Regions from separate parts of the Mus musculus genome. Here all the other regions are linked to region 7. The links are chromatin contacts, called in public Hi-C, HiChIP or PLAC-seq and promoter capture Hi-C maps. All regions are on one chromosome and are shown on one strand. The core of a region is the stretch at or near the end of the contact, and the rest is flanking DNA. Distances in the headings are between cores, read along the strand shown.

Region 1 (3,436 bases), core at 455-2,954, 300 kb before region 7:
TCAGACTCCATTTTAGAGAACCTGACCTAAGTTTGAACTCAGGTAAACTAACAGGCTGGTACCTAGCATTAGTTTCCAAGTTGCCCCCCAAAAGAAACCCAAGCCAAAACCAAACACTCCCCTCCCCCACATACACACATAAAACACAAACAAGAGCAACTCACAGCCAACTCGTTTATAAACGAAAAATGGTATCTTCTGTTCCACAAAGAAACGATATTGAGAGAACAATGACTTCAGTAAGAACTACTTTTTCTTTGGAGAAATAAGGAAGGCAGTATCAGGACTTGATTTAAGGACATATTGAATGTCTACAGATTTGCTACATCAGGTCTTTAAAAACTTTAAGAGTTTGATAAATAAGCCTATATACAAATAACTTAAAATAAACCTACATAAGGACTAAGTCTAAATGCTGAACGAGTACCCCCAAAAGCTAGGACAGTTTAATAACAATGAAAATACATCAGACCTCCTTATCTATGGTTCCCATATCCATGTCTTCAGAAATCAGCAGATCACATCACATACTATGTAGTTAGGCTTACAATATTCTCACCAATACAGAATGACTAGCGTTTTTGTCATTTTCCCTAAGTGACACCATACAGCACTGCATTTGGCAGTATAAGTTATAATCTAGAAATTATTTAAATATTGGGGAGATTGTGTAGATTATATACAAATATTACATCATTTCATGTGAAGGACTTAAACACCCATGGAATTCTGTATGGGTTCTGGGGATTGTTCTGGAATCAACTATCCCTGGGAATACCTAACAACTATACTCACACAAACTGACATCTTTGAGCAGATAGGACCAGTGGCTGGAAAGAGATCTATTGAGACTTTAGACCAGCCTTCTAACATCTCATGTTAATCTGATGGCGGAAGGAAAAGTGGTAGAATATAAACAAGCTCAACCAGAATATGTGAGTTCATACTGAGAAGGGCCCGGCACACACCAGGCATCTATAAACACACGATAAACTATGTCAAGGCTAGACAGAACATAGGGAATGGACCGACATTCATCTGAATTTGGGAGAGGGGAGTAATGAAGAAAACGTCCAGTGGCAGAATTTAAAGTGTCTGTGAGTTCGTTTTGAAGTACACCAGGAAAGTATGCTAAGGAGACTTCCATTTCCAATATGGTCAGAAGGGATGCCAAGTCTAGCGGATTCCCGGGAATCCTCTACTCAGGCGAATCCTGCTTCTCCCTTAAAGCTTGCCTGCACACCCTCCTCGTTTTCTACAAACACTAGGGGAAGAAAACAGGGACTCTGGGTAAGATGTGATCCTGTCTGCCACTTGTGCGTACCTTCCCCAGCTTTGAGGCTCTCACTGGGAGAGCAGGAAGATGGTTTAACAGAGTAAAGGTCACCAGCAGGCGTCCACTGCGAGGCCAGTGCAGTTGCGCCAGCCAGGAAGCCTTGACCAAGCCTGGGTAAAGGTCGCCAGCACACCGGCCGGCAGTCTCAGCACTCCCCGTGGGCGGAGGCCGAAGGAGTCCTAGGGCCGGGCGTTACCTGAGCCGAGCCACACCCGGATCCCAAGGGAGCATCGGCCCCGCTACTTGCCCTCGCCATCTCGCAGGCCAGAGGGTGACGTCACGCACGTCCACGCCTTACGTCCTAAGGCCTGTCGTAAGTGTCGGGCAAACGAGGCCTCTGAAGGAAGGGCGCCCTCTGGGCACATCCTACCATGCTAGCTCGCATGCGCGCGCACAAACCTGTCCTGGAGCCAATGAGGTGCGGTTACGTCACGGCGCAGCAGACGGCGCTACCGCACGTCGGGCCGCGGACGGGCGGAACAAGTGTGGTTGCACCGACACCGGTACATAGGCGCGGGCCGGCGTGTCCTTGGGCTAGAGCGCGGGACGTCTGTCTTCGAGTCCGAACGTTCGTGGTGTTGACCAGCCCGGAACGGTGAGCGCGCGACGGGGATGCGGACCGGGAACGGGGCGAGGAGGCCGGGGCAGGCCTAACCTACAAAGCCATGCAGAACTGTGGCACGGCTGGAGGCGGCGTGGGTGTAGGACCGGGGCCCGGAGTTCTAGAAGGAACTCGCCCGCCGCCCCTTCTGAGAGCAGAAGCTGCTGTTCCTTCAGGACTGGGCCAGTTCTTTTCCTGATTAAGCATCTGGGAGGGTGGGTTTGTAAAGTCGTAGTCACCCCTGGGATCTCAACGTGAGAGTGAGACGGTTCCTTCCCCAGTCCTCCCTCGCCTTCCCGTGCCGGACTAAAGCAAGAGAGAAGAGACTTAACCTCCTAATGAGACCGGAGCAGGCGGAAGCACTTAGGATCACCCCCAGCCTCCCTTATCTTTGGAAGTGACTTTAATCGGCAGCACTGACAGCAGTTTAGCATTCTGAAATGTTAAGAGTTGTAGTGGTTTTGCTTTAATGAGTCCGGTTTCATATTTGTGACTTTTTGACCTTGCCTTCTTCGGAAACTGGGGTTTGAGCTGTGGGTTTCCATTTCCCTTGGCATGGACCTGTCTTGAGCACAGACTTGCTTTAAAGGAGAGTCTCCTAGGTGATGTATTTGCTATTGAAGAATATTGCAAGTGGACTGAGTTAGCACCCTGCCTGGTGTTAAGAGGACATAAGAATAGCGGTTTGAATGGTCATTGGGATCCGTAGTACGTTTTACTGTTGGATCTTTTCCCTTTTAGAATTAAAAATGGGTGATGTTGAAAAAGGCAAGAAGATTTTTGTTCAGAAGTGTGCCCAGTGCCACACTGTGGAAAAGGGAGGCAAGCATAAGACTGGACCAAATCTCCACGGTCTGTTCGGGCGGAAGACAGGCCAGGCTGCTGGATTCTCTTACACAGATGCCAACAAGAACAAAGGTAACGGGGGGAGCTGCTGTCAGCCACAGCACAGGTTGCTTGGGTTAACCAGTGCAGAATTACCAGGTGTGTAAAACACTTAACCTCTGCATCTCTTTCTGTTTAGGCATCACCTGGGGAGAGGATACCCTGATGGAGTATTTGGAGAATCCCAAAAAGTACATCCCTGGAACAAAAATGATCTTCGCTGGAATTAAGAAGAAGGGAGAAAGGGCAGACCTAATAGCTTATCTTAAAAAGGCTACTAATGAGTAATTCCACTGCCTTATTTATTACAAAACAAATGTCTCATGGCTTTTAATGTACACCATAATTTAATTCACACACCAAATTCAGATCATGAATGGCTAGCAATGTTTTTGTTGGACAGTCCTGATTTAAGTAAAACTGACTTGTCATAAAGTGGGTACGGTCTTTATTAAAGCAACAGTTCCAGTTGTATACATGCTACCACGGCTCTCCCTTTCTCAAGATAAGATTGGACTTAATTAGCAATGTTTTACTTTCCATAAATAGGGGCATGTCACCTCAAACCTACTAAATGGTTTTATACTTAGATTTATATAACTGGGCATATGAAT
Region 2 (3,105 bases), core at 193-2,692, 420 kb after region 7:
GCCATTGTATGTTTGAAGGATGTAACTTTTCTTTTCTTTTATGGGGCTTACAATTAAGAGATTGCCTTGAGTCTCAGAAAAGACTGGACTCTAGTACTGTGAAAGACCACAGGGACTTTTGAAGTTGCCTGTGACCACAAGCTTATGGTAGACTGGAAAGGATTCAGTGTGACATTGCTAAAGGAGGCCACTAGGTGAACCTTTAACGTTTCAGAAGACTCACACATCTTGAAGCAATCTCTGCTTTCAGCTTGATATCCCAGATACGAGCTCTCAACTATTCCTGCCACCAAACCTTCACTCTGCCATCATGGAATATAATACTTTGGAACTCTGAGTTCAGTTACACACTTTTATAGGCTGCCTTGATCACGGTGTTCCATCACAGCAACAGAAAACTGACTAATAAATTCCCAGCATAAATTTCCACCCACCTGAGACAGACTCATAACCCACTTCATCTTCTTCTGTTCATCTTTATAAAACCAACTCTCATCTGGCTTTCCTTAGGAAAAGTCACACCTATTGAGCTATTATACTGTTATATCTAGCTAGCTATTATAATGCTCAGCAATGATGAAGACTGATCCTCTCATCCTCTAATATATACACACGTACACGCACACGCACACACACACAACACATAATGTGTGTGTGTGTGTGTGTGTGCGCGCGCGAGCACGTGTGTGTATTCTGCATTTTAATAGGCCATATGCTGTTGGACTATGGAACTTTAATGAAGAAAGTTTGAAGAGAAAGGGTTTTATCACTTGCCCAATCCTTGCTGTGTTATTCATTGTACATCATTGCTACCAGTGATAGATAATAGGTCATACGGAGAAATGGCCTGGAAGTGAATAAACAAGCCTGAGACTCTGTTCTTAGGGAAGCACTTAACCTTGCTGGCCTGGGCTTCCTGACCTCCTTGGTGATGTTTCCGTTTGCAAGGTGATTGGAAGGATGTTACTAAAAATAATACCTCAGTATTACTAAAAAATAGCAAGTTGGTTCAAAGTTTATTACAAGGCAAAATTTGTAGTTGGAGGTAGTCCAAGGGTGATGTCATGAACTTGTTACCTCTTGGGCCTCACACTCAAAGCAATCAATGTCTAAGGAATACCCCTGAGACCTGTGAATGGCAGGCCAGAGCTTAGCTCTGTAGTAAGCTGACATCAGTCAGTGGCTCTGCTCTGGACACACAACGGTTGATGTTTTACTTTGCATTGTCCTGAGATATAAAACAGAAATACCTCCCACTGCATTTCTCCTTTTAGCATAGTGCCCTTTGCCCTGGTATTTAATGGTTCTGGGGAGGGGAACCAGGAAGGTAAGAAAAGGAGTCATTGCCAAAGGGGCATCAAGCAGGAAAACTGAGGGCCCTTTCCAAAACCGAGAGTAAGATGACAAAGAGGTCAGACTATGTGTCATGGGCTGCTGCTCTGGGATTCTTGCTCAATGTGTAGTGAAGGGAAAGGGAAGTAAATATACAGCAAAGGGGCATGAAGTATGTCCTTCCTAAATCTCAGCATCCAAAAGGACAGTGGCACTGTCGAATGTGTAAGTGCAAGAAGAGGTCTGTGATTCCCTTTTCTTCTTTGTGCTCTGACTATGTCAGCTAGGGCTATCTGGGCTGCCAGTTGAATGGATCTTATAACCAGGAGTCATTAGGTAGGCAGATAGCCACACTAAAGGCTCATTAGATAAGGCCCACCAAGCTTAAGCTACCCCAAAAGAGAGACAATGAGTTGCTGTTGACAAGAACCATTAATCCACTATTCAGAGGTCACTGTCCATGCTGAGGACCAGCCTCAGCTTGTCAGAAGTCCTGAGGAAGGGGTCTTTGGGAGCGGCAGGCGAATGACTTAGATTTAGTGATGGAGGTAAGCTGTCAGCTCTATGTTCTGGTTGAGATAGCTCTCTGCTTAAGATAGCTCTATCTTGCAGACCAAAGCACAGTCTTTTATTTTGCATAAGCTACTTCCTTAGGAATTGCCTATTAATTCAATCATTTACCCCAGCTCCCTTTAGATTATCCCACAAATCAATATTTTATGACCTTAGCCCCTTGACTCTAAAGACAAAGCCACATGGCCAAAGCTGCTGAGTTCTGGTGCTTGCTGGATCTGGGACATGTTCCCATTGTTCTATTGCATTATCACCAGGTTTATGTTTTCCAACTCCTTCACTGCCTAAGCTTGGGTGTCCTGGAACTTGCTTTTACACAGACTTTCTTGAATTCAAAGATCTGCATGGTTCTGCCTCCTGAATTCTGGGATTAAAGGCATGTACCACCAGGCCTGGACCTAAGCTTTTCTTCACCTACAACTTGCTCTGTCCCAGGTTGGTCTTAAACTCAGAGATCTGCTTGCCGTTGACTCCTGAAATTAAAGGTGTGTACTACCATGCCCGGGCCTAAGCTTATCATGGCCACTATTCTTCAAGATCTTGATCACAACTGTGCCCTCTATTTCTGGATTGTAGTTTATTCAAAATTAAAAATCCAAACCATTTCTTGTTCAACTACAAACACAAACAATAAGCTTAGCCTGATGGGATCTTGCCCTGATCTAAATCTCTTTGTCCTTTTCTCACTATCTTTCTGACAAAGCTGGCTTATTAGTGTAGCTGTCTTTGTTCTTTTAGATCCATGAAGCAATTAATATTGCATCCTTAGTTTTTGCATAGTTGAGAAATCCTTTAAAGAACAGTTCTCACACTGATTTATGTATTCTTGAACTTGTATTTTTAGAGTTCTTTCCCACAGCCTTAAAGGCTGTCCTGAAGGTCACAGTCACCATTTTGCTGAGGAAAACTAGACATTTTCTCACTTCCTGGAACAGTGCTGTTTCTGATTATCATGGAGTCATTAAACTTGGCAGGGAGAACATTCCCTGAAAGAGGAAAATAAAGTAAAATATATCCATTATTACACAACTAAGCCTTATACCTACAGCAACAATCAACACTAGAGAAGATCCACGCTCTTCTCCATGCTAGGCCTGGAAGTCCAGGCATCATTGAAAAGAAATTCCAGCTTCACTGGGTTCAAGAAGTTTCTGGAGAAGAACAGCATATAAAGTCAGGCTCATCACCCTCACACCAGGC
Region 3 (3,379 bases), core at 607-3,106, 280 kb before region 7:
GGATATATGCCCAGAAGAGATATTGCTGGATCTTCCGGTAGTACTATGTCCAATTTTCTGAGGAACCGCCAGATTGATTTCCAGAGTGGTTGTACAAGCTTGCAATCAGGAAGGGGATTTTGAACCAAATTGCTTCATAGGTAGCAAGGTCCTCATACCTGTTCTAATCAATAGCAAACTCTTTCTCAAAACCAGCCTATGGCCCACTTCCCTTGGCTAGGACTCTCGGGCACTCTCTCCTAAGCAGCAGCCCATGGAGTTTTGGGGCCTTCTGAGTGACATAATCAACAAAAGCTTTCCTGGAGGTTCCAGCTACTGGTGGTGATTCCCGCTATCTGAAGGGAGAATCGGAAGAGTTGTATGACCGTGTATGATCTTGTATGACTGTGTATGATCTCGAATCCTGTTCAGCAAATCCTGGGTACTTATTCGGGACTTAACATTGAGCAAAGGCATAAATGCCCTGTTGTTTTGTTGTCAGCCATTGTGAGACTGTGGAAGTTGTGATTCTCTCTTTCCTCACAGTTGGTTCCCTGCCTTTGACTGAAAACCCTCCCTTTGTTTGTTTCCCAGTGGTGGTTAGAACTGTGGAAGTTTGGTTTTAGATGATGGCTCACCAGAATGTGTTCTCCCTCCTCTCAGAGTCTTCCAGGGCCACACCTTTACGTAACCAAGTGACTCGTGCCATCCTGATTCGGCCTGTGTGTGCTATATTTGCCTTATATCTTTCCATAGATTCTAAGCAAGCCAGTACACTGCATACTTCACACAGGTTATCTCACTTAGTCCTCCTAACAGCCCTACCAGTTAGGTATTGGTACTGTTTTACAGCTTGGAAATCAGAGCTTGAGAAGGTAAATAGTGGCCAGGTTTGTAGAGTATGGGCACAGAGGCTTAAGGCTGATGTTGGTGTCCATGGATTTTGGACCCATCTCCGATGAGTCATTCCCAGCTTCGTGGAGGACACATATCACTTGGGGAACACATAAGAGTAAAATCTGTGCCTACCTCTTGTCCACTGCCTCCTGCAGTGCCTATTTTGTCTAAGGCAAGTGACTAACTGGGTTCTCTCTGGTTACATAAGCCATCAACATCCATAACATATATTTTATAATAATTTATTTTTTATTCACTTTATATCCCAATCACAGCTCCCCTCCTCTCTTTTCAGTCTCACTCTTACAAATCCCTCCCCCCATTGCTTCTTACCCCTTTCCTCAGAGATGGGGAGCCCCCCTTGGGTACCACTCTACCCTGGGACATCCAGTCCCAGCAGGACTAGGCACATCCTCTCCCAATGAGGCCCAACGGGGCAGCCCAGGTAGGGGAAGGGGATCCAATGGCAGGGAACAGAGACGGAGACTCCCCCCACTGCACTTGTTAGGGGGCCCATATGAAGACCAAGCTGAACATTTGCTACGAATGTGTGGGATGGTCTAGGCCAAGCCCCTGCCTGCTCCCTGGCTAGTGACAGTCTCTGTGAGTCCACATGGTCCCAGGTTAGTTGACTCTGTAGGTCTTCTCCAGCAGCATATTTTTAAAGGTGTATTTTATTTTTTACATTATGTGTGTGAGTTGCACGGGAGCAGGGGGCTGCACATGGTTGCAGGTGTCTGTGGAATCCAGAGACATTCGGTCCTCCTTGGAAATCTATAAAGTATATTTAACCTTAGACCATTATCATAATGCATAAGGACCTGGGCACTCCAGAAGGAATAAACAAAGAAAGGTCAAGTGTTGGAGAGAGTAAGGTTAAAGAAAAAAGAGAATTTTGTGGGTTTGTCACCCGGAAGCTGGATATCTGAACACGTGATTCTGAGGGTGACAGTAACCTTTGGAAACTAGAGGCCAAATCCCCACCCTTCCGGTAACAGTAACAGTGCTTGGTTCTCTGTGGTCACACGGGGTGAAGACTGACAGACGTGTTTGACTTAATGCTCTACGATGTCTTTGCAAAGTAACTGATTAAAAAAAAAAACTAATAAAATGAAAATTGAAATCTCAAAACAAAACAAAAATCCCTTGGAAGTCATAGAAAGCCCCTGTGCTTGGCCTCCTAGTGAACACAAGAGGGCGCTAGGCTCACATGATTCACTGGCTGCCTATGAACACACTAGACACATTACTTAAAAGGCATTTCTTAAACGTTGCACGTGCTGAACCAACAGATTGCTTCACACTGTAATCTCCACCCCTTGTGTAGTAACTGTCATCTCAGTTAATTTTATGGGTCTCAAAGGCTTGCCCGTCCATAGAATGAGGAATTATATACCTAAAAACAAAACCCAGAAGTTTTGTCAGGTATGAGGATCTGAAAGAAGAGTTGCAAAAGCAACTTTTTTCTGGTGAAACCTCCCAACAGCTTAAGAGGAAGGGGCTTTGGCGAAGATTTCAAGTGTTATAATTCTGTAGGACACACGCTGTCTGAGCTGGACATCGCTAACCCTTCTAACTCCCCAGCTGGTTCCAGACTCACAAAGCTCACTCCCATGATTCCTCAGCTTCTCACGGGGGCGGGGCTGTCTGTGTCAATGTCAAGGAGCATTGGGGGGGGGGGGGGGTCTAACTAATAATTCTGTTTTTTTGTGGTACAATAAAGAAGAAAATCGGATAAATAAACACATGGTGGTAGCTACAGTTCTTATTTTAGGAAAGTTATTAGACAGAGGAGTGTTACATACCATTCAGATTTTACATCGTTATCTGGAGAAGGCATTAAAATGAAAAGGGTAGAGCTGGGGAACAATGGAAATTAGGGTTTTGCCATGAGTTTGAGACGGGGGTTGTTTGTAGGAGTGGACACTGGCAATGAAGGACAGACAGGCCTGATTTGTTACACAGGAAGGATCAGAGATGAAGATGCTGGGTTAGGACCCACTGGCAAGGAGAACTTTGACATGGATGTACTCACTAAGAATAGAACATTAGTACTCTTCTAGTTGCTATGACAGGACACCTGACAAAAGCATCTTAAGGAAGGTGGGGTTTACAGTTTGAGGGCACAGTATATTCCAGCAGCGGCGGGGTGGGGGGCCAGTTGCTTGCATGGTACCTGGAGTCAGGAAGCAGCGATGGATGGGGGCACTCACCTTGCTTTCCCCAACCCCTGGTAGAATGGCACACACATCTAGGGTGGGTCTTCCCTCCTTGGTCAACCCCATCCTCACGGAATCACAGACTCACCTAGGATCTTGTCTCTTCAGTGGCTCAAGATCGTGTCAACTTGACAGTGAGTGTTAACCATCAGATGAGGTCAGCATAGAGAAAGAAGGTTTGAGGGACAGCCTTACGGGCCTAGAAAGTCTCAAGAGGGACAGGTGTATCCGATACCACACCACTGTCTAGGGAAGACAGCAATCCTAGTGTTACATACTGCAGA
Region 4 (3,260 bases), core at 371-2,870, 480 kb after region 7:
GAGCTATTTGCAGACCCATTAATTGAGAAATAAGGGCACACACGCCTATGTAATTAAACTGCCCATTTTGCCTCTTTGCTAGAGCAGTTTCTAGGGATGTTAATTGTCCGAATCTCTCTGAGCCTGGTAGATCTTGATAAGTTGTCTACCACAAAGGGCGACTCCTTTTAAAGCACAGAGGACTTTTTATTCCCCTTACTCTCTTTAAGCAGATTTAGCACTTTGAAGAGTTAATGACAAATAAAGGGAGAATTTCTGCTTGGCTGTCCTCTTGGCTTTTGGGGTACTAATGGTCCCTTCCTGCCACTAGATGATAAAAATTTCCTATTGGATTTTCTGCTTTGCCCAGGGCTAGGGGGAGGGGCTTTTTCTCGACAGCAGCCACCAGATCGCTGCTTTGTTTGGGGCCAGCCATTCATTTCCTCACTGTTTTGCTTCACAAGAAACTCTATTTGATTTCAGTGTCTGCAGTTCCCCTCCCGGGCCAGTGTCTGCCGTCCATCACCCGCTGTCCTGTCCGGCCGCCTCCTCAGATACCTTGTCCTCTTTATGAAGGTTCTGGAAGAAATAAATGTCCAGTGTGCCCTTGGCCCCTCTGTGTCTCTATCAGCCCTGTTCCATTCTTTCTGGTGGTTAATTGACCCTTTCTCATTGATGGTGGTTGGGGGTGGGGGTTGCAGAAACACATATATGCTTTCCTTTAGGGAAATATATATACCCCAAATAAAAGAGAGGGACCGTGTTTTTGCAGTTTTAAGCAGCCAGCAATGATCACCAGCAACAATCTTTTCAATATTTTTTACAGTGACAGTTTGCAGCAATCATTTATTTGTCCCAGCTTTTCTGGGCCAGTCTCAATTTCAAATATTTCACCCTGTTGCTGTTGCTTCAGATAAATGTTTTCACAAACCGGAGGGGGAGGACCCCCTTTCGATGATGAATATACCCTAGTTTTTAGGCTTAAGCAATATAATCAAATTGAATATCTGAGAAGCATGTGCAGGGCTGAGCGATGAAACAGTACAGGGGCAAGCCTAGACTATTTCAAGGTGTGTGTGTGTGTGTGTGTGTGTGTGTGTGTGTGTGTGTGTGTGTGTACGCGCGCGTATGTATGTGTTGAAAGGTAGAAAGAAGAAAGTGATGAACAGGTCAATAAATAAGCACAGTTAGGCACATTGTCAAATGAAAACAAGGAAAAGTATAATAAGAATTACAACAAACGGGCCAGGCTGGAACCCTGACTCCACTGCGCATGAGTAAACTCCACCTGACGTAGTGGGAATAACCGTATTCACTTTGTAGGCTGCTTGTCAGGCAAAGAGAGCTAATGCTTATGAAGTCCCTAGCATGGGGTCTAACATAGAGAACTGCTTTTTTTTCCTCCTTAAAACATATGCTTAGCAGTATTTTTAGATTGAAAAAAAAAAGAAAAGAAAAGAAAAAAACACGTATTACAGTCAAAATAAGACTCACTGTAGGAACCGGGAAGAGGCAGCTGGGGGAGGCACAGGGGCAGCCTCTACTGCACCCAAGACAGAGAGGAGTCGGGGAATACTTCTTACACTGGGTCCAGTGTCTGTCCAGAGCACAAACCCAGTAAGTAGCCCAGGGGTAGATGAAGTAGGCACCAGATGGCCCCAGGGCTTCGCCTGCATGTCCTTGTTAGTGACACCATGCCATCTGTGTTCTCCTGAGAATAAATCCTTAGAGAAACTCCTCCAGGCCACATATTCTCCCTGACCTCATAGTCAGGGCTAAGGTAGGAAAGGCTGCCTTCAGAAAAGCATGTTTCTTCCTCTTTATCTGAAGGTCCCACAGCGTGAGCAGGGAGCAACTTGCTACCCGCAAGCAGCCACCGCCGCTGGGCACATCTGTTTCCATATTCGCTTTGCCTGTACCAGGCGGCCTGACAGCAGAGGTTGGCAACTGCTCTGCAGTGTGGCTTCCGGAAAAGGATCTGGGCCGCTGAGAGCAGGAGCCAAGTGTCCAGCAGCTCTCAAACCCGGCGGCGGCAGCCTCCTCCTGCAACCTTGTGAAAAATATAGACTTCTGAACCCTCCCCCCGAGATTCTGACTCGGTAGTTATTTCAATAACCTAAGAGGTTGTGCTCCCAGTGTACCTGTTATTTGTTAGCTGCTGTGTGTCAAGTTTATCCTCAGTGCCTCCCATCCCTGACCCTTTCGGGTTCACCTTCAGTGAGGCAACAGTCATTCATAGGGTCTAAACCCCAGATTCTTAAAATGTGGGTCATGTTCTCTGGTGGTATTGTGTAACCAAATGTGTGTGTGTGTGGGGGGAGGGGGGGAGTGTCCCCTCCACCAAAAGACAATTCCTGAACATGCAATAACTAAAATGAATTTAAAATCAAATGTTTAATGGACTCAAGGGCTGACTAGCAGTGTTCCCTTGTGTTATATCACCTGACTTCATGAAAGCCTTGGTTTTGAAAACACAGCACGAGCACCTTACACTGAGCCACGCCACGGAGACATAAAATGCCACTGAACACGGCCTGAAGCATCGCAGTGCAGACTCTAGATGGCTGTGTATTACAGACGGTAGTGTTTTTACTTTATATTCAGCTTTCTACTCATATAGAAAATAAAGACTCTCCTCACTTCTTTATTGTTATTCCTCAGCATGTATTAAATATATTTAATTTTAGATTGCATTATGCTATGCTAGCATGTTTGGCTTGGGGTTAGGAAAGTATTCCTGACTGTTTCTGAAGTGGCCATAACAGCACTCTGCCATTTTGTACTGTGTATTTATGCAAAGTTGTATTGTAAGCACTGGCAGCTGTAAAACCAAAATATCAATCAACTCTGAAAAATATTGAAGACGCACCCTGCCCTGAAATATCAAATACTCAGCCAAGGCTTAATCATTTATGAAAAAAGAAACATCTCTCAATAGTATACAAGTTTCCTTTCAGCTTTAATTAATGGTGAAGTTGTAATATGTAGCCAATACCTTTCTCTTTGGCTTATTATCACCGATGAATGATCTATATGCTTATTTTATGTACTTAATACCTGGGTTACATACATATTTCTAGGCCAATAAGGCATTTTGTAAGTGGGAAAGAAGCTTGATAGGCCCTGGTGTAGACAGCTTGGGGAGTCAGAGTGGAGAGAGCTTGTCAGCTGACCGTAGAGGTGCAGCTGCTTAGTGACCCCAGAAACCTTTTCAGCCCAGGTAATTCTTGCTTGGGTCATAGCTCTCACGCACGCTGGCTTCTAACCTGCTTCCCAGACTT
Region 5 (3,126 bases), core at 123-2,622, 340 kb after region 7:
ACGCAGAGAGTTGACTCTTTTGGGCGAATGTAGAGTCTGTGTTAGTCTGGGGTCCTCAAAGAGGCGGGCCAATGAGACAGATAAACAAGTAGGTAAAAGATAGTAAAGAGATGATTATATAGGTGTGTGTGTGTGTGTGTGTGTGTGTGTGTGTGTGTGTGTGTTATGAGAGTGCTGGATGGATGGATGAATGGACAGATGAGAGGGCATGTATTATGGAAATTGACTCACAAATTATGGATACCATCTTCAGGCTGGAACCCTGGGAGGCTGCTAGCCTGTTTTCAATCTATATCTTGGACCTCAGAACCAGAGATGCTGATGGAATAGCTCTTAGTTTAAGGCTAATGACCTGAGAACCTGGGAAGTCAGTAATGTAAGCTCCCAAACTCTGCCATCCAGGCATAGAGAGGAAGAATAAATCCCAGTGCAGGAGATGAGTAAGACTGACTGTTTCTGTTTCATTCTCCTCGGACCTGGACTGATGGGATGGTGACTGGTCCACCAGTTTCATGGACTCCTGCTCTGGTAAACCCTCAGAGTTGCTCATCAAAAGAATGCTGTTCCAAGTACTCCTTAATACAAGCAGGTTTTCACCTAACACTGCTCAGCACAGAGGCCCCTGGCAGGACACTAAAGGTATATCATTATTTATTTAATTTATCTCTCGTTGGCACCTACAGTGTTTCTAGGATTTTGCCCTAGATAAATTCCTGCAAGCATATTTTCTTGGGAAATGGGTGTGACTATTATTGATTTTGACAACTGTTACAAATTTGATCTTTCTAGTCAGTGTAACAATGTTTACTCTCCTCTTTTACTCTCCACCAGTAGGGACAGGCTTCCATGAATGAGTGGTCCCACCATGGCCTTCTGTTTAGAAATAGGGACAGGTCATTTGGTGAACTGAAGGGACCCTAGTGGGACTGTCAAATCTTTCTTTGTTACAGCTCTCACCTCTAAACAAGCCTTCCTGCACTGTGTGCAGCAAGAACCTAGCTAGGCCTTCAAGGTTGAGGACTTTAAGAAAGCCAGTTTGGCCCGGCCCTCTATAGCCCCAGTGGACCAGCTTGTGCACCCAGGACCTTGCCAGGACTGTGGAGCTACTGTAGGTTTGTGCTCATATCTCAAATGATGCTGTGGTTAGATGAGATTTCTAAACACTCTGCCTCCCTCCCTCCCTCCCTCCCTTCCTTCCTTCCTTCCTTCCTTCCTTCCTTCCTTCCTTCCTTCCTTCCTTCCTTCCTTCCTTCCTTCCTTCCTTCCTTTTTTCTTTTTGTAAGGGTTTGCCCAGGAAACATGCCCTTCTCTGGGTGTTCCACTAGAGGGTGCTTCAGCTATGCATATTTACATATGGGTAAGTAAACGAGGCCTATGTTGTTCGAGTGGGCTGCACACGCATGCCAAACAGCTGCCTTTTCTGTGAACCTTTGGTGCTGTAGAACTACAGCCGATTTTTCATTCCTCCCAGTGCTACCTTGCCTCCCAGGTGGCTTTTCCAATATCCTCCCTCTCTCATGACCCAAGGGCGTGGGGACTAAAGATCTACCAGGATGGAAACCAGTAGTAATGATGGGGAGGGGGCTTATGAATTGGATTTGTGCCTTGTTCCCTTTCCCTAGAAGATGCTTTGGGGGAGGACTTGGGCTTCTCCAAGGATTGCTCTGACACACAGGACAGCGATGGCTAAATCTTAGTGAAAAGGGGAGGGGTTCAACGTTCTGGAGTTCCTGTGTGCAGTCAGGTGGAACTGTAAGTGACTGGTGCTACTAGAAGTGACCAAGGCTCCCTGGGCTGTGGGAAGTGGGGTAAAGGAATGAGAGCTGTTAAGTCAACCACTCTGAAATCAGGAATCATGGGAGAGAGGCAAAAAGATTCAGATTTTTAAAGGAGATTTCTTTTTGAGCAAAAGAGTTGTAGAAATCAGTTAAAACAATTGCTTTTGTCCAGACGCTTCAAGTAGAATAAATAACAAAACTGGAGTCTGGACTTTGAAAATAAGAGCCTGCATGCTGTGAGATGATGACGGGAGCCATCTTAAAATATTTGGAACTAAGGGGAAAACATAACTGAATGGGATAACGAGCGACATCCTTACAACATCTTGCTGTGTGTTAGAACCATTGGGAAGACCTTACAAAGCCTTTGTTGTCTGGGGATAGGAATGCTGCATACATTTTTATTTTTACGTTTCTCAGGTGCTTCTATTGCACATCCAAGTCCACAAGCCATGGCCTAGATCGATAGTTCTCAAACCTAAACAAAGACCAGAATCTGCTGAAGGGCTCTTGGGCATAGAGTGGGGCCACACTCCAGACTTTATGCTTCAAAGGGTCTGGGCTGAGGGCCCAAGTGAGGGCTGGAAATGTGGTTAGTCTTAATTGAGATGCATGGTAAATGCTTTGAAATACGTAACAGACTCAGAAACGGTGTAAAACAATTTCGTAAAGTTATCTCAGTATTTTATATTGATTGTATGATAAAATTAGAGTATGTTGAATCTAGTGGGGGACATTTCATCTGATTATTTTCACCTTCTAAAATGTAAGTACAGAGGTGGCACATTTTACATGGGATTACACTGGATTTCTGTTGACCGTCCCTGGTTTGTGGACTGACTATGTGCTGGAGACGGGACCTATGGTATGCATGCTCTCCACTGCGAGTCTGCACTCCCAGCTCTTGTGCCGGTACAGAAAAGGTTTCACAAAAGACAGTACATAAGCCACCTGCATGAGAAATCCCAGGAGAGCCAGTGTGCACGTGAGCATGTGTGCACTGAGGGAGATAGGATGTGCATGCCTGTGCACACGCATGCAATGCATGGAAGCCAGAGAGTCATAGTGAGTGCTTCTCCTTCTTGATTGGTCTCTACCTTTTTTTCTTTTTCTCTTTCTCTCTATCCCTTTTCTTTTCTTTTTTTCATTGTCTTTCCTTCTGTCTCTCCTTCCTTCCTTCCTTCCTTCCTTCCTTCCTTCCTTCCTTCCTTCCTTCCTTCCTTCCTTCCTTTCTTTTTCTGAGACAGAGTCTCATAGAACTTAGGCATCATCCATGGTGGTGCAGACTGCCCTCTAAACTATGTGGATCCACCTGTCTCTGGTCGCCCAGCACCTGGCTGCCAGCCCA
Region 6 (2,969 bases), core at 131-2,630, 330 kb before region 7:
AGAGTGGGCTTTTATCATTTCAAGGATATTAGCCTCTGCTTCCTTCAAGGGCAGGACCCTTCTGCACAGGAGAAATGTTGGTTGTTAATCAAAAGGGGGTGTGCATTTCAGTGATGTGGAGGCTAGACTATGCTGCTTTTCGTCTGTTCCCAAGGCTGGAATTTGCCCCCCTCCCCCCGCCCGAGAGTCATCAGGGGGAGGGAGTGTTAACTGTTCTGGCTCCTCGAAGAGTCAGGAGAGTGTAAGATCTGATATGCAGGTTTCCCTTGTCTCTTAATTGGAAATAATAAATTCAAAAGACCTTTGTAAACCAAGCAGTTTTTAATATTCAATTCTGCAGAAAGCAACATAAGCACTGAGAAAAGCCAAACACTGCTGCTGTACTGATTTGAAGAAAGATGATGGCTTTTCCCCTGATACCATGAAAGTCCAGCTCCCTTCCTGTAGGCCAGGGCTTGCACCCTTCCCAAATTCTTCATCCTGTTGGTTTATGGCAAGAGCTTTATCCATAATTTAGGACTTGAGAGTGTCCCTTTCTCTGATATAGTGTTCAATAGGCTACCAGTAGATCTCCAACTCTTCTGAGCTGTGAGAAGCTGGGTGAACCACCAGCTAGTAGAAAAGATACCTCCTTGCCTTGGGCTTTTCTGTAACTCTGACGAACTTAAGAGCACATCACACTGCAAACTGTAACAATCTGTTTTTTTTTGTTGTTGTTGTTTTTTGTTTTTTTTTTTTTACACAAAGATCTTCTCTCTCTCCTTCCCAGGACCAGAGCTTTTGTTTCCCTCACACCTTGAGAAAGCATGCTCACCCACCCAACTTAGGGCAACTGTAGATCAGATAGTCTGCCAAGCCAGCGCCGCCAGAGGGCGCCTGAGGTCAGCCTATGGCGGGGCGTGAGGCAGCGGAGCCGGAGCGGGGCCTAGGACTGGACTGGTGCCCTCAGGAGGTGGGGCGAGGGAGGGAAGAGGTGGGACTTGGGTAGAAGGGCGGGACCAGGCCTGAAGGAAAAAGGCCCCAGGGACCGCGAAGAGAGGCGGGTGGGCGGGGCCTGAGAAGGGGGCGGGGCGCAGGGGCGGGGCCGAGTCTGTAGTTGAGCGCCTCTGGCACATGCAGGAGTTTAAAGGCGCTAAGACTCCGGGGCCAGGCATGAGGTTGAAGCGGAAACGCGGCGGTTCCACCTTTCCCCTAGCCACAAAGCCCTCTTTCCTCACTTCCGGCTTCTCTTCCAATTCTGGTGGTCTAAGATCCTCTGAAGGGCTCCCCGCCACACGTCGGCCAGCGCCCCACCCTCAGGATGTGTTACCTAGTGCGCGGTCACCGCCGCCGTCACAGGCAGCCTCAACCCCGCCCCGGCCTGCCCGCAGCCCTCTGGCCTTCTTCCCCCGCACCTGCCCGCACGCTCCCGGGGCCCGCAGGTGCGGAAGACCACGAAATTCCACGCCCCGCGGAGAGGAGACCCACCAGATCCCGAGACAAGAAAGGGAGACGCGGTCGGGCAGCGCTCCGGGGCAGATGTGTCAGGTGCGTGCGACCCCTGGCTGCACGGCTTCTAGGGACCGGAGTCCTCCGAAGGGACGGGCTTCTCTCCAGCGCTCTGGGGAACCCAATGTCCCCCATGAGGACAGAGGTGCGCACCACCCAGTTTAACTGCCTGAGAAACAGAATTGCAGAGCCTTGAGAGGAAGGGCTCTTGACCTGTTAATGACGAGTCTCCCTGCTTAGAAAGGCCCCCGCGCTAGAAGTTACCTGATTGTTCTTGAATATTGTTACATTTGAGGTGAGACATGAATTGTTTCACAATGTGTTCATCTTCCACTCTGCAGGTTTGCTTCAGTTTATCTCCACAGGTTTGACAGCATCCACAGACCCTCACAGCCAGTAAGAAAATAAGCCTCTGGTTTTTGTGCATCGATGAGTTGAATTTTGCCAGCAGAAACTGTTTCCTGTCCGGTCTAACCAAGGCAGTTTACAAGTCCAAATTTTCATTTTTATCTATTTACTTATCTCCAGACTAACATTTTAGGCAAGAAGCATGGAGGTAATTCACGGCAGGCCCCACTGCTGCAGGAACCTTGAAGGAGCTGACATTCTGTCAAACACCTTTTACTCTAACGGACTGCACACCCCGTACGAAACAACTATTCGGCCAACTGCTTCACAAGCCAGGTAAAACAAAAGTTAGAAAAACGCAGGAGAAAGATGTCGTTGCATTCGTGACTTTTTCTATAACACACACACACGTGAGCACTCCCATATATCACATGAAGGAGAAGGCAAAGCATGAGTAAACTACATGGTTAATCTGTTAAAACTGGAAAAGGGCTGTAGGCTATAACAAGGGAGGCATATTCTTCCACTGCATTCTACAAGTGTGTGTGTGTGTGTGTGTGTGTGTTTTGCTAGGGACTGAGTCCAGACCATGCCTGCAAGGCAAACACTACCACCAACCTACCTTTCCAGCCCTGTTCTAGAACCCTAGGATGGCCCCTTCCTTCACTTGGAGAGTGTTTTAATAGAGCACTACGGTACTAACAGCCTGCCCACCAACACCTTCTGCCAAGAAAGAATCCCAGAGTTGGTGGCAAACATGATGCTGTGTTTTGTTGTAGACCTTTCGCTCCTCATGACAGCCATGAATAGAGTAGAACTGTTACCCTCTTTCACCTGTGATATATGTAGGGTACAGACACATATTTCGCCAAACTCTGTCTCAGCTACACCCCCAACCCTGTGATTTACTTGATTTTTAGAGGAAGAATAAGGCTCTGTTTCTAAGTACCTTGTGTAGGTGTGTTCTTCTAATTTCACACGGCCAAACCCCTAATAATTCTTTGTAGACGAGGATAGGTAGATAGATGTCTCAGCTGGCACAGTGCTGATCACACAAGCCTGAAGATGTGAATTTGATCCCTAGTAAAATAGGAAGCATTAAAAGGGACATAAAAAGCAAGTGAAGGTGGCAT
Region 7 (3,095 bases), core at 220-2,719:
CTCTAGCAATTTCTATTTACTCCCTCATCCAATACCCACCTCCTATGCCTTCCTTGTGCACATCAGTTACAAGTGAGGAGCTAGCTGAACAGAACTGGGGCCTTCAGTATAAGCATTGCCTGGACCAGCTTTGAGGATGACCTTAAGCTAACCGGCCAGGTCAAAAGGCGATGGACACCAAAAATCTTCATCCCCTTACATGGCTTAAGTTGCTAGAAAAGAAAGCTTGAACCGGGATAACTTATGAAGTCCACCCCACAATCTCCATCTGCCCCGTCTGAGGAACAAACGCGACAGTTCATTTCTCTAAAAGATTTTTTTTTTATTATATACATGTGTGTGTCAGGGGATAACTGAAGGGTACCCTGTATGAATCAGTTCTTCCACTGTGTGGGCTCTGGGACCCAATCAGATGGTCAGACTTGGCGCCAGGCACCTTTGCATGCTATGCTGGCCATCTCATTTAATCCAAGCATAATTTACTGAGTATCTACTATGCAGTAAGTTTCAAGTTTGGAGCCGGACACTGTCAATAAAGCAGACAAAAGTTACTGTCCTCTGAGACATGAAGATTTAGGGAAGACGTTTGTATTCTACATATAGTAGAGTGGTGGCTGTTGGAGCACAGGAGAATCATAGAGTATGGAAGGAGCTACAGAGGGTAGTAGTGTGGATAGTTAGGAGAGGTTTGACGTGAGGGGACCAAAAGAGACTCCACCCTTTTAGCAGCCTCCCAGGCTCCTCCCCACTGGGGCAGCCACAAAGTGCGGCTACTCTCTGAGTGTGTAAATCCGGGGCTTGGAGGTGGGGGTGCAGAAGGAGAATTCTCTTTTTCTATTTATTGCACGGGAAAGAACATCCTATAAAAATTGACTCAGAGGGTGCAACGTTCTGCTTCAATCCTCTCCCTCAGTTTACCAAGCGCCTGTAGGCTTGATTCTGCCTTCAGAGAGCTTACCTCTCTGATTAAGCTACTCAACACCAAGCTCCAAGCCCCAAACAAGTGCAAGGGTTGCCAAGGCCAAGGTGGGAGTTTCCTGGACACTGCAAAGCCACGCTGACAGCTCACACCCTCTTAGTGCCTGGACAGGCTCTGGAGAACCAGGGGCATAGAGAAGGGGAGGTGGGTGGGATGAGGGAACTGTAGCCAGTAGGCCACAGTCTCGTCCCCATCTTCCTCCTGTGGAGCAGATGGAGAGCCAGAGACTGACCCGGACGGTTGGCAGTTCCGGAAGGAAGACAGGCAGTGTCTGGTTAGAAGTAGTCTCTGGTGCTGCCTGGATCTCCTAGACCAGCTAGCGCCTTTAACTCTGCTGCCAGGTCCCCCAGCTCCCGGGTTCAGCCCCGCCCCCGGCGCCATCCCTTAGCTTGTGGACCGGCTGAGGCATCCAGGGGCAGGACGGAGCAAAGGTCCAGGCCCTCCCTCCTCTTCTCTGTGGGTGTCCGGGAACGCGCGCGTGCGCGTGAAAGAACGGAGCGTGCAGGACGGAGAGGCGGCGCGCGGGTAAGTGGCGGCGGGCGCGAGCTGCGGGTTCCGCTTGGGCTCCTCTTCCCTCCGCCCGCATTGTGTCCTGGCCTGGGGCAAATTGTCGGCTCCCCTTTGCCCCGGAAGATCCCCTTACATCTCCCAGAGGCGGGCGATTGGGGTAGTGATCTCCTTTTTTCTCCCCACCTTCCAGTAGGAGCAGCTGCTCCTTCTTACCCATAGTCTCATTCTCGCCCTGTCTCCATTCCATCCTTGCCCCTTCCACCATGATCACCACCACTCCTGTGGTCCTGGGATGTGGCAAGTGCAGCTGGTGTTCTCTGGCACCCCATCTCACCATGCCTTCACCATATCCCATGCATCCATCCTTTGTCTTCTAATCTCTCTCCTGTGTCGGTGTCAGAAGGATCCAGTGTGTGCATGAGTGCATGTGCAGGAAGATCACAGGCTGGCATGGGTCCTGCCTGACCTGGGGTAACTGACTGAACCTCTTCACTGTGAGGCCTTTTGCCTGGAGTGGCCGTTTGGGGAGGGGTTCTTCCCACTTGCACCCCTCAGGGAAAGACACCAGGCAGCTTCCAGGCTTTGCTGAAGCCTGAACAAAACAGCCAGCCACTCACTGGGAGTCTGAATGGGACTTGGAGAGAGGAGTCAGGGAGGATGCTCCAGGACAGCTGGGCCCAGGTGACAGTCAACCCGTAGGCAGAGTTGGGAGTGGAAGGAAAAGATCTGAGCTGTTGGAGGAACAGAATCTAGATATGCAATAACAATGAATTCTCTTCAACATGCATCACCTAGGAGTGCTTCTTGTAAGAAAGGCTGGACCCCTGATCAGAGAGAGCAGCAACCTAGACTGCCTGCCCACATCCCTGGACTCCAGGATGGCCTGCCTCCTGAGGAAGCTGTATATTGGCCACAGGGTGTTCTTGTTCTTTTTGAACTCTGGAGTCCTTGGAGAGGTCTCCTCTTTATACATAGGAATCTTCTCGTTTCTTTTTGAGATCCAGTCCTGGGAGCCTGGTCTGCCCTTGAACACTCTGATCCTGGGGCTTCTCCCATGGCCAAGTGGTAGGATTACAGGAAAGCTCTGCCAATCCCCATAACTGTGTTTACCTTTGAAAATTAATTAAAACATTTTTTTAAAGATATTATCTGTCTGTGAGGGCCAGCCTGGTCTTGGATTTGTAATTCTCCTGCCTCAACCTCTCTAGCCCTGAGTACCCAGATTACAAGCTGTGCCACCATATCTGTCTCCCTCTGATCGTAACCTCTGTCCCACTCTCCTCTGCTCCTCCTCAAAGCCTTGGCTGCCTGCTTCGGTCTGCCCTGCCAGGCTCAGGCCTATCCTCTGACCACCCTTTGTTCCTTTCACACACTATTGGTGGAAAGATACATTTTCCAAGGCAATGGCTTTGTCTCTACCATAACTGAAATTGGCCTGTCCTGACACACTGTCATTACCAAATGAATCAAATGCATCTAAATTAAAAAAGAAAACATTAACTAGGGGTCAGCAGAGCAGGGTGGTCCGAAGCACCTGCTCTGGAGTCAAGGTGGTCTTTTTGGCTCAGTATGAATTCTGTTGGTGGACATTCAAGGTCCCCAAGTC

Evidence for each region. Hi-C and Micro-C count contacts between places; a contact is called where the count stands out from the background. HiChIP or PLAC-seq counts read pairs in DNA pulled down with a chosen protein or histone mark. Capture Hi-C pulls out chosen DNA fragments and counts their contacts.
Region 1: an H3K4me3 HiChIP or PLAC-seq map of bone marrow-derived macrophages shows a contact between it and region 7, with 7 times the contacts expected there. The contact joins the promoter of 5430402O13Rik here to the promoter of Gsdme in region 7. A contact is called at or near these places in 4 of 39 promoter capture datasets (embryonic stem cells, liver, neutrophils and 1 more), 1 of 484 Hi-C or Micro-C datasets (bone marrow-derived macrophages), 7 of 115 datasets of contacts at active chromatin or transcription factors (the SCID.adh cell line, bone marrow-derived macrophages, effector CD8 T cells and 4 more) and 3 of 9 other capture datasets (adipose tissue, liver and pancreatic islet).
Region 2: a contact with region 7 is called in an H3K4me3 HiChIP or PLAC-seq map of bone marrow-derived macrophages, with 3 times the contacts expected there. The contact joins the enhancer-like site here to the promoter of Gsdme in region 7. A contact is called at or near these places in 5 of 39 promoter capture datasets (embryonic stem cells, hippocampal neurons, liver and 2 more) and 2 of 115 datasets of contacts at active chromatin or transcription factors (bone marrow-derived macrophages and pancreatic cancer cells).
Region 3: an H3K4me3 HiChIP or PLAC-seq map of bone marrow-derived macrophages shows a contact between it and region 7, with 4 times the contacts expected there. The contact joins the enhancer-like site here to the promoter of Gsdme in region 7. A contact is called at or near these places in 14 of 39 promoter capture datasets (the 3T3-L1 cell line, 3T3-L1-derived adipocytes, the HPC-7 cell line and 9 more), 1 of 15 datasets of contacts at CTCF or cohesin (the NIH/3T3 cell line), 4 of 484 Hi-C or Micro-C datasets (the Ba/F3 cell line, bone marrow-derived macrophages, embryonic stem cells and 1 more), 12 of 115 datasets of contacts at active chromatin or transcription factors (acute myeloid leukemia, bone marrow-derived macrophages, double positive thymocytes and 6 more) and 4 of 9 other capture datasets (adipose tissue, embryonic stem cells, liver and 1 more).
Region 4: a contact with region 7 is called in a Hi-C map of the N1E-115 cell line, with 5 times the contacts expected there. The contact joins the enhancer-like site here to the promoter of Gsdme in region 7. A contact is called at or near these places in 2 of 39 promoter capture datasets (hippocampal neurons and liver) and 1 of 484 Hi-C or Micro-C datasets (the N1E-115 cell line).
Region 5: a contact with region 7 is called in a Hi-C map of the N1E-115 cell line, with 2.8 times the contacts expected there. The contact joins the enhancer-like site here to the promoter of Gsdme in region 7. A contact is called at or near these places in 4 of 39 promoter capture datasets (embryonic stem cells, hippocampal neurons, liver and 1 more), 2 of 484 Hi-C or Micro-C datasets (the N1E-115 cell line and cerebral cortex), 2 of 115 datasets of contacts at active chromatin or transcription factors (bone marrow-derived macrophages and pancreatic cancer cells) and 1 of 9 other capture datasets (adipose tissue).
Region 6: a contact with region 7 is called in a promoter capture Hi-C map of adipose tissue. The contact joins the promoter of 4921507P07Rik here to the promoter of Gsdme in region 7. A contact is called at or near these places in 2 of 39 promoter capture datasets (the SN4741 cell line and liver), 1 of 115 datasets of contacts at active chromatin or transcription factors (bone marrow-derived macrophages) and 1 of 9 other capture datasets (adipose tissue).

Annotation. Positions count from the first base shown.
Region 1 is chr6:50,564,911-50,568,346 of GRCm38.p6, reverse strand. 5430402O13Rik (RIKEN cDNA 5430402O13 gene) reads right to left here and starts at 1,704. Exons shown (of 3, transcript NR_027892.1): 1 at 1,325-1,704. It overlaps Cycs (cytochrome c, somatic), which reads left to right and starts at 1,778. Exons shown (of 3, transcript NM_007808.5): 1 at 1,778-1,931; 2 at 2,679-2,855; 3 at 2,962-3,436. The coding sequence starts at 2,687. The coding sequence ends at 3,110.
Region 2 is chr6:49,841,183-49,844,287 of GRCm38.p6, reverse strand. No RefSeq gene overlaps it. Among named protein-coding and RNA genes, the nearest start is that of Npy, 20 kb to the right of the region's middle. Within about 2 kb of position 1,442, at least 3 of the 459 cell types and tissues checked have an H3K27ac peak or open chromatin away from gene starts, as enhancers often do. A contact at or near this core is called in bone marrow-derived macrophages, where this site is marked.
Region 3 is chr6:50,544,313-50,547,691 of GRCm38.p6, reverse strand. No RefSeq gene overlaps it. Among named protein-coding and RNA genes, the nearest start is that of Gm38806, 5.2 kb to the right of the region's middle. Within about 2 kb of position 1,856, at least 73 of the 459 cell types and tissues checked have an H3K27ac peak or open chromatin away from gene starts, as enhancers often do. A contact at or near this core is called in the Ba/F3 cell line, acute myeloid leukemia, bone marrow-derived macrophages and 5 more, where this site is marked.
Region 4 is chr6:49,776,936-49,780,195 of GRCm38.p6, reverse strand. No RefSeq gene overlaps it. Among named protein-coding and RNA genes, the nearest start is that of Npy, 44 kb to the left of the region's middle. Within about 2 kb of position 1,620, at least 19 of the 459 cell types and tissues checked have an H3K27ac peak or open chromatin away from gene starts, as enhancers often do. A contact at or near this core is called in the N1E-115 cell line, where this site is marked.
Region 5 is chr6:49,917,902-49,921,027 of GRCm38.p6, reverse strand. No RefSeq gene overlaps it. Among named protein-coding and RNA genes, the nearest start is that of Npy, 97 kb to the right of the region's middle. Within about 2 kb of position 1,372, at least 6 of the 459 cell types and tissues checked have an H3K27ac peak or open chromatin away from gene starts, as enhancers often do. A contact at or near this core is called in the N1E-115 cell line, where this site is marked.
Region 6 is chr6:50,595,001-50,597,969 of GRCm38.p6, reverse strand. 4921507P07Rik (RIKEN cDNA 4921507P07 gene) reads left to right here and starts at 1,380. Exons shown (of 10, transcript NM_027564.3): 1 at 1,380-1,527; 2 at 2,017-2,172. The coding sequence starts at 2,039.
Region 7 is chr6:50,260,143-50,263,237 of GRCm38.p6, reverse strand. Gsdme (gasdermin E) reads left to right here and starts at 1,469. Exons shown (of 10, transcript NM_018769.4): 1 at 1,469-1,504.